Linked DNA regions of Pan troglodytes: region 2 is linked to region 1. Evidence: chromatin contacts called from public HiChIP or PLAC-seq data. All regions are on one chromosome and are shown on one strand. Each heading gives the region's core, a stretch centred on a gene start, on an enhancer-like site or on the middle of the called end of the contact. The rest is flanking DNA. Distances are from core to core; before and after follow the strand shown.

Evidence for each region. HiChIP or PLAC-seq counts read pairs in DNA pulled down with a chosen protein or histone mark.
Region 2: a contact with region 1 is called in an H3K4me3 HiChIP or PLAC-seq map of stem cell-derived excitatory neurons, with 3 times the contacts expected there. The contact joins the promoter of RELL1 here to the promoter of C4H4orf19 in region 1. A contact is called at or near these places in 1 of 7 Hi-C or Micro-C datasets (stem cell-derived neural progenitor cells) and 1 of 1 datasets of contacts at active chromatin or transcription factors (stem cell-derived excitatory neurons).

Annotation. Positions count from the first base shown.
Region 1 is chr3:37,775,419-37,781,209 of NHGRI_mPanTro3-v2.0_pri, forward strand. It overlaps C4H4orf19 (chromosome 4 C4orf19 homolog), which reads left to right and starts at 2,762. Exons shown (of 4, transcript XM_001135649.6): 1 at 2,762-2,878. It overlaps LOC129143839 (a long non-coding RNA gene), which reads right to left. Exons shown (of 3, transcript XR_008547759.1): 2 at 4,321-4,431; 3 at 3,590-3,935.
Region 2 is chr3:38,006,358-38,012,148 of NHGRI_mPanTro3-v2.0_pri, forward strand. It overlaps RELL1 (RELT like 1), which reads right to left and starts at 2,426. Exons shown (of 7, transcript XM_016951441.3): 1 at 2,196-2,426. The coding sequence starts at 2,415.

The sequences.
Region 1 (5,791 bases), core at 1,512-4,011:
CAGTGCTATGGGCATTTGGCTTGTTGGAAAATTGCGCTGGTTTCAACAGGGAGCTGGGAAAAAAAGTTTTGGGGAAGGGCAGTTACTTTGTCAGATGGCTTTCAGATGGAAGAGATCAGAAGCTGGGAGACCAGTAAAGACCATGGCCATGATCTCAGTTAGAAAGTGTTAGAACCTGATCTTAGAACCTGCTTAGAGTAGGGGCAATTCAAGATGTATTTCAGGGCTTAATGGATAGAGGTGTTTGATGAAGGGGAGGGAAAACTCAAATAATTCCAGTTCCAATTGGAATTGAGTAGATAGAATTACAAATGTAAAGTGAACAGGGGATGAAAGCGGGGGAAAATCACAAAACAAACTTGGACCTAGAGAGTTTAAAAGTAAGACATCCATCTAGCCCATTAGAAATAGTCTATCTATCCCATGGAGAAAACTCAAATAAAAACCCACTCAGTTCTTTCTTTCTCAGTAAGGAGATTGCAATGGATTGCAAGGAGCCCTTACTGCAATGCCTAATATGGTGTGGGGAGTTTTTTGGGCTATAACATAAACGGATACCATAATGTTTTTAATGTTGTTTGTTTTTTACAACTCTTTCACAAATTTGGAACCATGTTGATAAATCCACTCAAAAAAATTAGCTTTCCTATCTTTCATGACTCATTGGCTGGGAACAATTTACATGTCAGTGAAAACATGGGCACACCTAAAAAATGAAGTGAATCATGGTGTTTTCACCGTGGTGTGCATCAAGAAACCATAGGTTTTTCTTCCATATGTTTTACAAGGGCCCCTCAGATCTCAATTTGGCATTCCAAGAGATCTGCGAGAAGTACAGATTACACGTTGTATGGACACATGGAGGGTTCAGTTTCAGTGTATCAACATGACAGATTACATAAAACTGGTAATCTAGGGATACAAATAAAAGCAGCACCTCTAGTTTTATAGAATGCCAGCCCTTACTATTTAATAGATGAGGGGAACTTCGCCAGCTACTTGTGCATATTTCAGAGCAACGGTTCGCAAACTGGAGTAGGTACCACTTGCTAAAACACAGATTTCTTCACCCTCCCTCCCCAACTATTTCTGAATCAATATGTCTGGGGTGGGTCCCAAGAATTTGCATTTTTACTACATTCTCTCAGATTATGCCGATGCTATTAGTCTAGGAACTGCACTTTAAAATCTAAGGCAGGCTGGGGTGCGCGGTGGCTCAGCTTGCAATTCCACACTTTGGGAGGCCGAGGCGAGCGGATTGCTTAACCTCAGGAGTTCAAGACCAGCCTGGGCAAGTTAAGGAGAGCCCACCCTCACCCTAGTCTCCACAAAAATAATAATAATAATAATAATAATACAAAAATTAGCCGAGCATGGTAGCATGAGCCTGTAGTCCCAGGCACTACAGAGGCTGAGGTGGGAGGATCCCTTGATCCCCAGAGGAGGAGGTTGCAGTAAGCTGAGATCGCATCACACTCCAGCCTGTGTGCAACAGCCAGACCCTGTCTCAAATAATAATAAATAAATAAATAAAATGAAACCCAATACAAATACCAACTCCTTTTTGGACAGATAACCTACTTGATAAATGTATCAATATCCTGTAGACAATTAAGTGTCGACTATAAGTTGGACATGAGTGCCGTTCATTGTGACAAAGGATGTAAAACCACATATAACTTCCTGCAAAAATCTACCACTTTACAGCGTGCAATCCCAGCACTGCAAAATTAGAAGAATTCAAAAAATGGAGTCTTCAAATTTTCAAAAGCCTGGCAAATATCATGTGAATGGGGCTGGAATCATTAAAGTAGATACATTGAAAACCCAAGGACACTATGTCCATCCTTAGATAATACTCTGTCCAGATGCCTCTCCAATATCCTATTTTATTCTCTTGCTGGATGAGTTGAAAAGAAGAGAGAAGAGAGAAGAGGGTAAGCTAGGTGGCGCAGTTGCTTAACACTTTTTTTTGGCAAGCCCAGCATTCGCTTTGGAGCACAGGTGAAAAGAATGTCCAGTCCTTAAGCAGAGTCAGTTCTCCACCCGCCTTAGGTATATGGATTGTAACAGCTACGAATGTGGAACTCAGTAGATTGGATGCAGTCTTGTGGCCAATGTCCTAAGACCTCAGGAAAAGAAAGGGATGGTGGGGGAGTGGGTGAGGAGGGGACAGGGAACCAGGAGTTCATTGAACTCCCACTGGGGCCTTTAGGGTGCAGGCGAGTGTGTGCAACTTCCCTGGTTTTTATCGTGGTGGTGGCGCCCCCGCTGTTTCTAGGTCCATGTAGCTCATACAGGGCTGGCCATGGAACTCACAGCAGGTCTAGGCGGCGAATGCCAGAAATAAGGAGGAAACTGAAAAATGCCAAGTTCTCGGGGTTTGGGAGTACACAACTATTTGCCAGCGGGTGCATTTGTTTTGTGTATCCCCGTACTCCAGTCCCTTGATCATAGGAAGCTCCCTTCTCTCCAGCGCAACATTGGAGTAAGCACCACGGAGTTTCCCGTGATGGCAGGCGGTTGGCGCGGTCGTTTGTGCTCAGAGGCCAACAAGCGCGTGGATTTTCTGCTTCAGTGCGCCCGGGACTGCCACCCCGGCCCCGGGGATGTCGGACATCGTACTCCAGGGTTTCGAGCCCTAGCCCCGCCGCATCCTCGGGGCGTGCAGGTAAAGGGTTACGCGTGTCGGGAAGGCTCACCCGCAGCCCGGGCCACGTGACGCGCGGGCCCAATGACAGCGCTGGGGCGGCCGCTGCGAGCTCGGCGGGCTCAGGGCAGCGCGGAGCCGCTAGCGTTTCCCGGCGCGGCTGCCCGAGGCCGGCGAAGCCATGGGCGCCGGGACCCCGCCGCCGCCGCCGCCGCCGTCTGGCCCCAGGTAGGGACAATCCCCCGCCCCGCGCGCGCAAAGAGGGCTTTAGTCCTGCGGAACTTGGCTTTGGGGCGAGCTTTCCCCCACTTCTCTGCGAGTCGCCTACTTTTAAGTTTAATTTCTTGATTTGCTTTTGCCCTGAAAAAAAAGAAAATTAGAGACGCAATTCAAAGTTTGATGACTTCGGGAAAAGTCACGTAATTCAACAAAGGGGCTCTAAAAGAGGCAAAACTCGGGTGGGGGGAGGCGGACTTTTACAGATTCTCAAAACCAAAGACCAAGGCGTTTGTAAAGCTTGGCGTTTAATTGGTTGTGTGAAACATTTTTGCTTTTAAATCCCTAACTAATGAACTTTCAACGGTGCATGCGAACTTGAAAAAACTGCAAGAGATTTTACCTTAGATCTGTGCCCTCCTCCCCCATTTTAAGTATGTTTTTTAATAAAAAGGAAATGGAATGTGACCTCTGCTGTTTCTTTGAAATGCCCTTGGGTCCCGGTATTTGCCCCCCAGGGGTGCTGGCGGCCTGGGCAGTGGGTAGGGGTGGGGGAAGAGGTCAGGGTGCCAGGAGGCCTCACGTAGTGAAAAGAGGGTGCCAGGTGCAAACAGTTAAATAGTCACAAACTGTTTGCTAAATATTTAATAATTAGGCAAGCATCTCCCAGCTTGGTTACTTAGGTTGCATTGACCTTGGCAGCCCTGATGAGGCGAGATTTTCACAAAGTACTGGTGAAGAATTTTTCCGGTGATAAAAGGCAAGGATCATTGCTTTTTACCCCAGCATGGCAATTGACCTTAAAAACAAAATTAAAACTCCCTGTGATGACTTAGTACATTTTATGTTACTTTCCATGGCAGCATAGATACCTGCCCCATGATGGATATTTGCCCTGTGAATTTAGAGGAAGTTCGTGCTCCAGAGGTGGTTCAAATCATTGAAGAATAGGGCGTTTATTTTCTTCCTGTCACTATTTATGGGAAAGAATTACTGATGGTCCTTCTTGCCCTGGTTTGCGGATGTCCTTGGTGGTTGCAATCAAGCAAGCTCTTATGAGGAATAATATCTAGAGAAAAGAAGAGAAGCATTTGAGAGTTGAATGAGAAAGAAATGGAAAGGGGTTACTGCTTTTAAACATAATAGAGTCTATATTTGCTGCCTACCCCTCCCCCTTCCCCATTTAATCCTTCAGTTGATACTATTTTAGGAAGGATAAGACAGATGTTAAAGATCATAGACCACCTTACTGGTCCCAGCTGTGAAACACTGTCAGGAGGCAGATAATTGAAACAAGGTACATAATTGAAACAATTTGAAGCTCAAAGGTAAAGTTAAGTTCTGGAGTTATTTGTATTTCCCTAAAGTGTGAAGAGTCAGCTAACAGCAAGCTGCCTGGGTCACTGAGCAGAAATGGAACAGATGCTGAGACAGGAAGGGAAGGTGTGGCTTACTTCTCTTCTTGGCCCATTCTGTGTCTATCCTCTGATCCTGTTCCGTGCATTTATTCAGCAAGTATGATCTTGGTCCTCAATGGCTCCGGAGATTGAGATAAATAATGATACCTAAAGAGAAATAGGGCCAATCTTTCCTGTGTTTCAAAGAGCTTTTTGGATATCTGGGATTGAAGACAAAAACTTGCATACCAACTCAACATGTTCCATTATCCTAAACATGGAATGATTCCCTTGACGTCCCACCCAGACCCTCTCTGAGCCGGAAATACAACCTGGCTAAGCTCCGGCCAGAATCCATTTGCAGCCCAAGGGCAGAGCACAGGTAGGGCCGGCCCCTTTCCTCCTAGAACAGCCCGCTCTTGGTGCCCGGAAGCCCATTCACTGTGCTTCTTGGAATAGACACCAGTTTCCAAATAATTGAATACCAGCCTCCCAGTAGCTAGGTTTCCTCTCCCTAGACTGTGTTTCACATTCCCCTAGTTACACAATTTTTCTGATAACCCTGAATCTTGGGATCTTTTACAGTCTTGGTTAAATAGTAACTAGTACCTATGTCCTGCTTTTCTTTCTTGGTCATTAGGCAGATTTTCTTTTTGGTCATTCTTTTTGGTCATTAGATTACATGCTTACAGAGAGACTTTGTAGGTGTGTAGAAAAGAGTTGAGTTAAAGGGGTCATCCTAGAGGAAGCCGACTTGGAGTCTTCACCTATGTGCAGGTCAGATGTAGCCTTTCTCGAGTGCCTGCTCTTAACCATTGAGCCATCCTGCGTCTCTAGTTGTAGCCTTTCTTACTCTGACTGCTATTTAAGAGAATAAACTGAAAATGAAATCGTTCATCTACTTGTACCCTTTTCACCCGAGAATATCATAATCCCACAGAGGTTAGTTAAAATCTTCAGGACTGTAGATTATCAAATAATCCTTTCCTAAAACATACGTAAAACACCAAGCCAATGAATACGTGTCCTGAAACAGAAAATTAAAACTCTGACTCAGTGTTGTCAGGCATTGTAGAAAAGATGTTCCAGAGCTGCAATGAATATTAACAAATGACAAAAGGAATATTGTATCTCAAACTTTATCACAAGTGCTGAACTCTGTTCTGTTCAGTGTACAAGTGGTTCTACAAAATTTAATAAAACCCTGACCTGGCCTTGGAGACATCATGTGCATAGACCCAGAGACACCAGAGAGTCGATGAGTTTCTGCGGACACAGTCCTTGTCTTCAGAGATCCCAATATCTTGGGAGAAACCATTGAAGGATCTTAAGCACAGCAGATCTCTATTTTAGAGAGTTCATGCAGGCTGCAATGAGAATGAAACAGGAAAGATACAACCAAGACCAAAGGCAGCTGCGGCAAAAATTTAAATTAGAGGAGAGAGAGAAGTGAACTGATTCGAAAGATAGTTAAAGAAGCACTGGTATTTAAGATTTTAACTGTAAGAACCCATTAATTGACTTGAAT
Region 2 (5,791 bases), core at 1,176-3,675, 230 kb after region 1:
TGCACTCCAGCCTGGGCGACAGAGCAAGACTCCGTCTCAAAAAGAAAAAAATAAATAAAAATAAAAATGCATATAAAGTACTCAACCCAAAGCCTGGCACACAGCAGGCACTCAACAGTATTTCCCATTCCTTTCCCTCTACTTCCCTATGCTCAAGGTACAAACATTAACACCATCTTTGGTTGCAAGGGGATCAGATGTTGGCTGGTCAGAGCATCTTCTTTTTACACACGCCTCAAGATACTGGCAAATTTGAGCTCTGTATCCTTTCCTTTTTAGACACCTGTTTCTTCTTCCGCATTAATTTTCTTTTCATCAAAAAACAACAACAACAACAACAACAACAAAGGCTGTCATGCAATTAGATGAGAGCTTTCATCAGTCACATTCTAGTCCTGAGACCTGGGTGTTGCTCAGAGGTCAAACCAAACACACACCCACTCTAGGGATGCATTTCTCCTGCTGATGATGGCTAATTACATGCATCATGTGCTGAATTTTTAATAATTTTACTCCCAGATTAAACTCTTCCCCAGATTCTGTTGCAACTGACTCTAACCCTCTAATGAATGTCTCCAACCTCACATCCAAGTGGAACCTGATTATGCACCTATGTGTCCCAGCAATCAAACGCAGGATGAAAATCAAAATGAACCAGCAGGGCATGGTGGCTCATGCCTGTAATACCAGCACTTTGGGAGGCCGAGGCAGGAGGATCACTTGAGGTCGGGAGTTCGAGACCAGCCTGGCCAATATGGCAAAACCCCATCTCTACTAAAAATACAAAAATTAGCCGGGCATGGTGGCACATGCCTGTAATCCCAGCTGCTCAGAAGGCTGAGGCAGGAGAATCACTTGAACCAGAGAGCTGGAGGTTGCAGTGAGCCGAGGTCGTGCCACTGCACTCCAGTCTGGGTGACAGAATGAGCCCCTGTATCAAAATAAGGAAAAGAAAAAAAAAATTGTCCCATCCAGTAAAACATGTCACTAGCTGCCATTTCCCCAGGTGGATGGCTAACGGAAATACGGGCCTGCTAAAAAGACTCAGGAGACAATATTATCCATCTCCTTCCCTTCCAACCTGCTCTGGTTTCTATGAAAAAGTGAAGGCCAAACTGCTAAGTCAGTGTAAAAGTTGTAAGCGACTGAAATGTTCTCAGGAGGAAGAGTTTATGGATGTTTATGGAGGAGACAGTCACTGTTGAAAGGCTTCCAGTTGCTTATTATTTGGGCCTGAGGAGGAACCACCCCTGAAATCAAGCTTGGAAGAGCTTGCTGACGTCAGATTCCCAGCTGTAGTAACCCCAAATGGCCAAGTAAGTATGCTTTTTTTTTTAACTGCAGCTGTTAGGTGGCAATTAAGAGGGGAAGCGGTGGTAAGGAATCCCTAGTGTCTGTAATTATAAAAGCAAGGATGTGACATAGGACTTCCATAAAACTTACACCTCCTCTTAAGATTGATTTCAATTAAAAACTGCTTCATCGTTGGTGACACTTTAGCATCTCTGTTGGTGGCTTCCTGCCCTGACCACACAAGGTTCCTTTCGTGACGACAGGAATCAACAAAAAGAAGAAAAAAATGTAAGTTTACCAACGCGCCTTCCCTTTTTCCGAGCCTGATTTATACAGGATATATGGGAAGAAATGTGGACTCCTTGACCTGTTACAAGAATCCATCAACCACCCAAATAAATGGAAACGTGGAAAGAGATTCAAAGTCCTCCAGGTTTTAGGATATTTTAAGGTATTTAAAAGGGAGAAGGAGGCGCCGACAGCGCACCCGGTGCTCTGTGTCACGATCTTGCGCTCGCGGCGCCTTTGAGGACAAGGGCGGCGGGAAAGGGGTCCGCGGGGTTCCGAGGCGAGCGGCCGTGGAGGAAGCGCCCCCGAAGAAGGCCTGGTCCCTACGCCCCGCACAGCCCAGGGCTGGGGAACACAGATCCTCGGGGGAGGCCCCAGGGAGGGAAGGCAGGAGCGGGGCCCGCGGGAGGGGAGGGACGGGAGCCGTTGCCACGCACCGCGCCCTGCCCGGACCGCCGCGGGACAGCCAGTTGTTCAGCGCCGGGATCCCGCGGCTGTGCCAGAAAGCAGGCTCCTCGGGACGCCGCGGGGCTGCCGTCCCGACCCCTCGCTTCCTTCCGCGCTCCCGGGACCGGGCTCAGCACCCGGCGCCCCGGCTCCGACCGGACACTCACCCGGAGCCACCAGCGGCGAACTCACGGCGCCTCCCACGAAGACAGCAGCGGCTAGGACGGCGGACCCCGGGAGTGCCCGCGGAGCCATCGCCGCGTCGCTTTGCCCTCCTCCCCCAGGGCGCCGCGTCCCGCGCTCGGGAAGGCAGAGCCGCTCCGGAGCCGGCGGGCTGATCGAGTGGCTGGGCTGGGCCCCAGGGAGCGGCGAACCCCGCCCCGCCATTGCCCCGCCCCACGCCACACCCACCTCGGCTAGGTCCCGCCTCTCCCCGCGCGCCCCGGGCTCCATCTAAGCCGGGACGAGGCCCACTCATGGCTCCGCCGCCGACTCCCCGCCCACCTCAGCCTGATCCCGCCTCTCCCTGCCATTCCCGCTTCCTTTCCAAACCCGGCAGCAGCCTCAGCGGCGTAGCTAGGCCATGGACACGCCCTCTTTCTCCACCCACCTCAGCTTGGCCCCGCCTCTCCCTGCCGAGCCCCGGACTCCACCTAAGAAGGCACGTGGCCCATCCATGGCCCCGCCCTTTTCCCCTCCCACAGCTCTGCCCGACCCGTCCTCTCCCTACCGCTCCCGCTTCCTTTCCAAACCCAGCAGCAGCCTTGGCGGCGCAGTTAGGCTATAGCCCCGCCCTTGTGCCCTGCCCACCGTGGCCCGGCCCTGCCTCTACTTGCCACGCCCGCTTCCTTTCCAAGCCGGGCTGGGATTACGCGGGAGCCCGGGGCTGGGGGAGGGTCGCCCGGGTGCAACCTCCCTCGGTCGCTGGGACTAGGCGGGCGTGGGAAGAGAAAGAGGGAGCGCGCCCCGAGAAGCACTGGACAGTCAGAAGCGGCCAGCACTGGAGTGAGCACAGGCTTTTTTCGCTGTTGGCATGTCTAACCACTAGCATTCCCCTCGGTTGCAGGTCTAGGGAGTGACGCTGTGCTGGATGTCACGTTCTGTTGTTTGGAAATTAGCAGAAAAGATAAATAACTTAAATTTCTTCCTCTGTTTGTTTGCATTTAAGCTGCTCCTATTGGGGAAAATACCTCTATGCATTTTCAGGAACAACTTGCCTTTTTTTTAAATCGTGTGCTTGTATTGCACCTTGCGCATACTCCCGCAAAGTAGGTCTTTCAATGCCCAGGCGCTTATTATCTCCTCACATCCTCACATCAGCTCTGCGAGGTGACTATTAGAGGCCAGGGAGTAAACCCACGATGTCTGGGCCACCATGATAAATTGTAATTATCTCATTGTCATTGTGTTTGCTCGCTGCTGTGCCCTCAGCGCCTGGATGGAGGACAGACAGCACACGCTAAGAGGTCAGAAGTGTTTTCTGAAGTTGAATCATCTTCACAAGCATTAATAGGACTCAGAGGCTCTCTCTGAATAGTTCCTTTTTACTGCCCTGTAGAGACTGTTGTTACTGGGCCATCAAGCATTTGCTTGAAGGAAATTAGGGCAGGACTTGAGCAAATACTCAACACCAGCAAGAAGAGGGGGTGCATGGGAGCCGTGGGTTTTCACAGGATGGGTATCATCCTTGAGGTGACTGATAACCTCTAGTTTTCAGAGGACTATTTATTCTCTCACCGAGTCCTCCACGCAGTCTGCTGGACTATTATTACAAACATTGCGTTGATGTGGGAATTGCCAGTGACAGAAGCTCAGGCCACTACAGTACAGATGGCTGAGGCTGAAGGATGGAGCCCCTGCCCTTTGAAGCCCAAGGAGGGCACTGCGCGTCCTGCGCTCAGTTGGCAGCGCATCCTACAGTCTGGCAGTCTTAGCAGGCAGCCTTTGCTAGTTTTATATCAACATAAACACTGAGAATGGGTGCAGAGGAAAGCGATCCATGTGGATTTCTAACTAAAACAGGAGAGAATCCCGGACCTAGAAATTAAACTATAAATTAGAAGTAGTAGCCAGAACCAGCTACAAAATTTGCAGGGCACAATGCAAAATGAAAAGGCAGGGCCTTCTGTTCAAAAATCATTAAGAATTTCAAGATGGCAACAACACAACGTTAAATCGATTGTGGAGCCCTCCTAAACACACAGTTGCACAGGTCACACACTTATAAAGCCAGCTCTGGTTTTGTAAGTTAGAATGTAACAAAATGCTTGAATCAAGAAATCTAATCAAAATGTAAAATGTCATTTCAAAATTGAATCATGTTTCACTCTTTTCCCACAGATTGGACTTACTATTAAAAAGACGGGATCGTTTTTGGCTGGGCGCGGTAGCTCAAGCCTGTAATCCCAGCACTTTGGGAGGCCAAAGCAGGCAGATCACGAGGTCAGGAGATCGTAGACCATCCTGGCTAACACGGTGAAACCCCGTCTGTACTAAAAATACAAAAAAGTAGCCAGGCGTGGTGGCGGGCGCCTGTAGTCCCAGCTACTCGGGAGGCTGAGGCAGGAGAATGGCGTGAACCCGGGAGGCGGAACTTGCAGTGAGCCGAGATTGTGCCACTGCACTGCAGCCTGGGCGACAGAGCGAGACTCCGTCTCAAAAGAAAAAAAGAAAAAGAAAAAAAGAAAGACGGGATCATTGTTAACAACACATTTGAATTGTATATCTGTTATGGCTCTTCAAATATAAAAATCTAGTACTTAAGCCTTACCCATTATCTACCAGGCCCTTTGTTTTACAGATGAGAGATGGTTAAGTGATCTGCCTGACATATCTACTATGAGCCAGGGTTGAAACCCAGGGCTCTGAAATTTCTCTTCCTGAACTTTCCATAACACCTGCTTGACACACTCTCTATAAATGTCTTACTTTCACATACCCCATATACATGCATTTGTATATCTTGTTAAAGGAATGCAGGAAGGGTAGGAGGAAGAGAGGGGGAGGGACGGAGGAAAGTGAAGAAGGGAAGGAGAGAGGAAAGAAAGAAAATCAAGCTTAAATTATTTTCCATATCCTTAACCCTACAGATTTATTCATACAATTTAAATAGCTTCTACATATGTATATCTAAAAATCCACTGTTTTATTTTAAAAGTAAGAACCCCAATGTAATGGAACTTCTATTCTCTATTATGAAGGGAATGTCATATTTCTTCAGAGGACATAAAATGGAAATTTTAAAACTAAGTTGTATTTCCATTTTTTCAGAAACAAAAGTAGAGTTTTAATAATTCTTAACAATAACTGTCATTAATTAAAAACAATAATCCTCATTCTGCCCTTAGATTTAGCCCAATCCTATGGTGGGAACTCTTTTTGTATTCTTTCATCAATTCCTCACAATGATTTTATATTTAGGGAATCACTGTTAACACTCCTCACTTCAAAGCTGAGGGATTAGGGCATTTATCTGAGTCACATGGCCTCTCCCTGGCACCACCAGGATGCAAATCCAGGATCAGCTCCCTTGGGCCCACATTTGCAACCTCCTCTTGCACTATTCTGCCTCTGAAATGCAGAACTCTAGTCAACTAGCTCCTCTTTTGCAATCTAAAGTATTGTTCTCATATTCCTTCATTGCATGTTTAACCTAGCCTTTTTGAACTCTGTTTCAACAATTGCTTACATATTTTTCCTCAGTGAGAATAATTTATTGATTGATGGGAGTGGATTAAAAGTCAGAGTGTATAGGATCAAATTT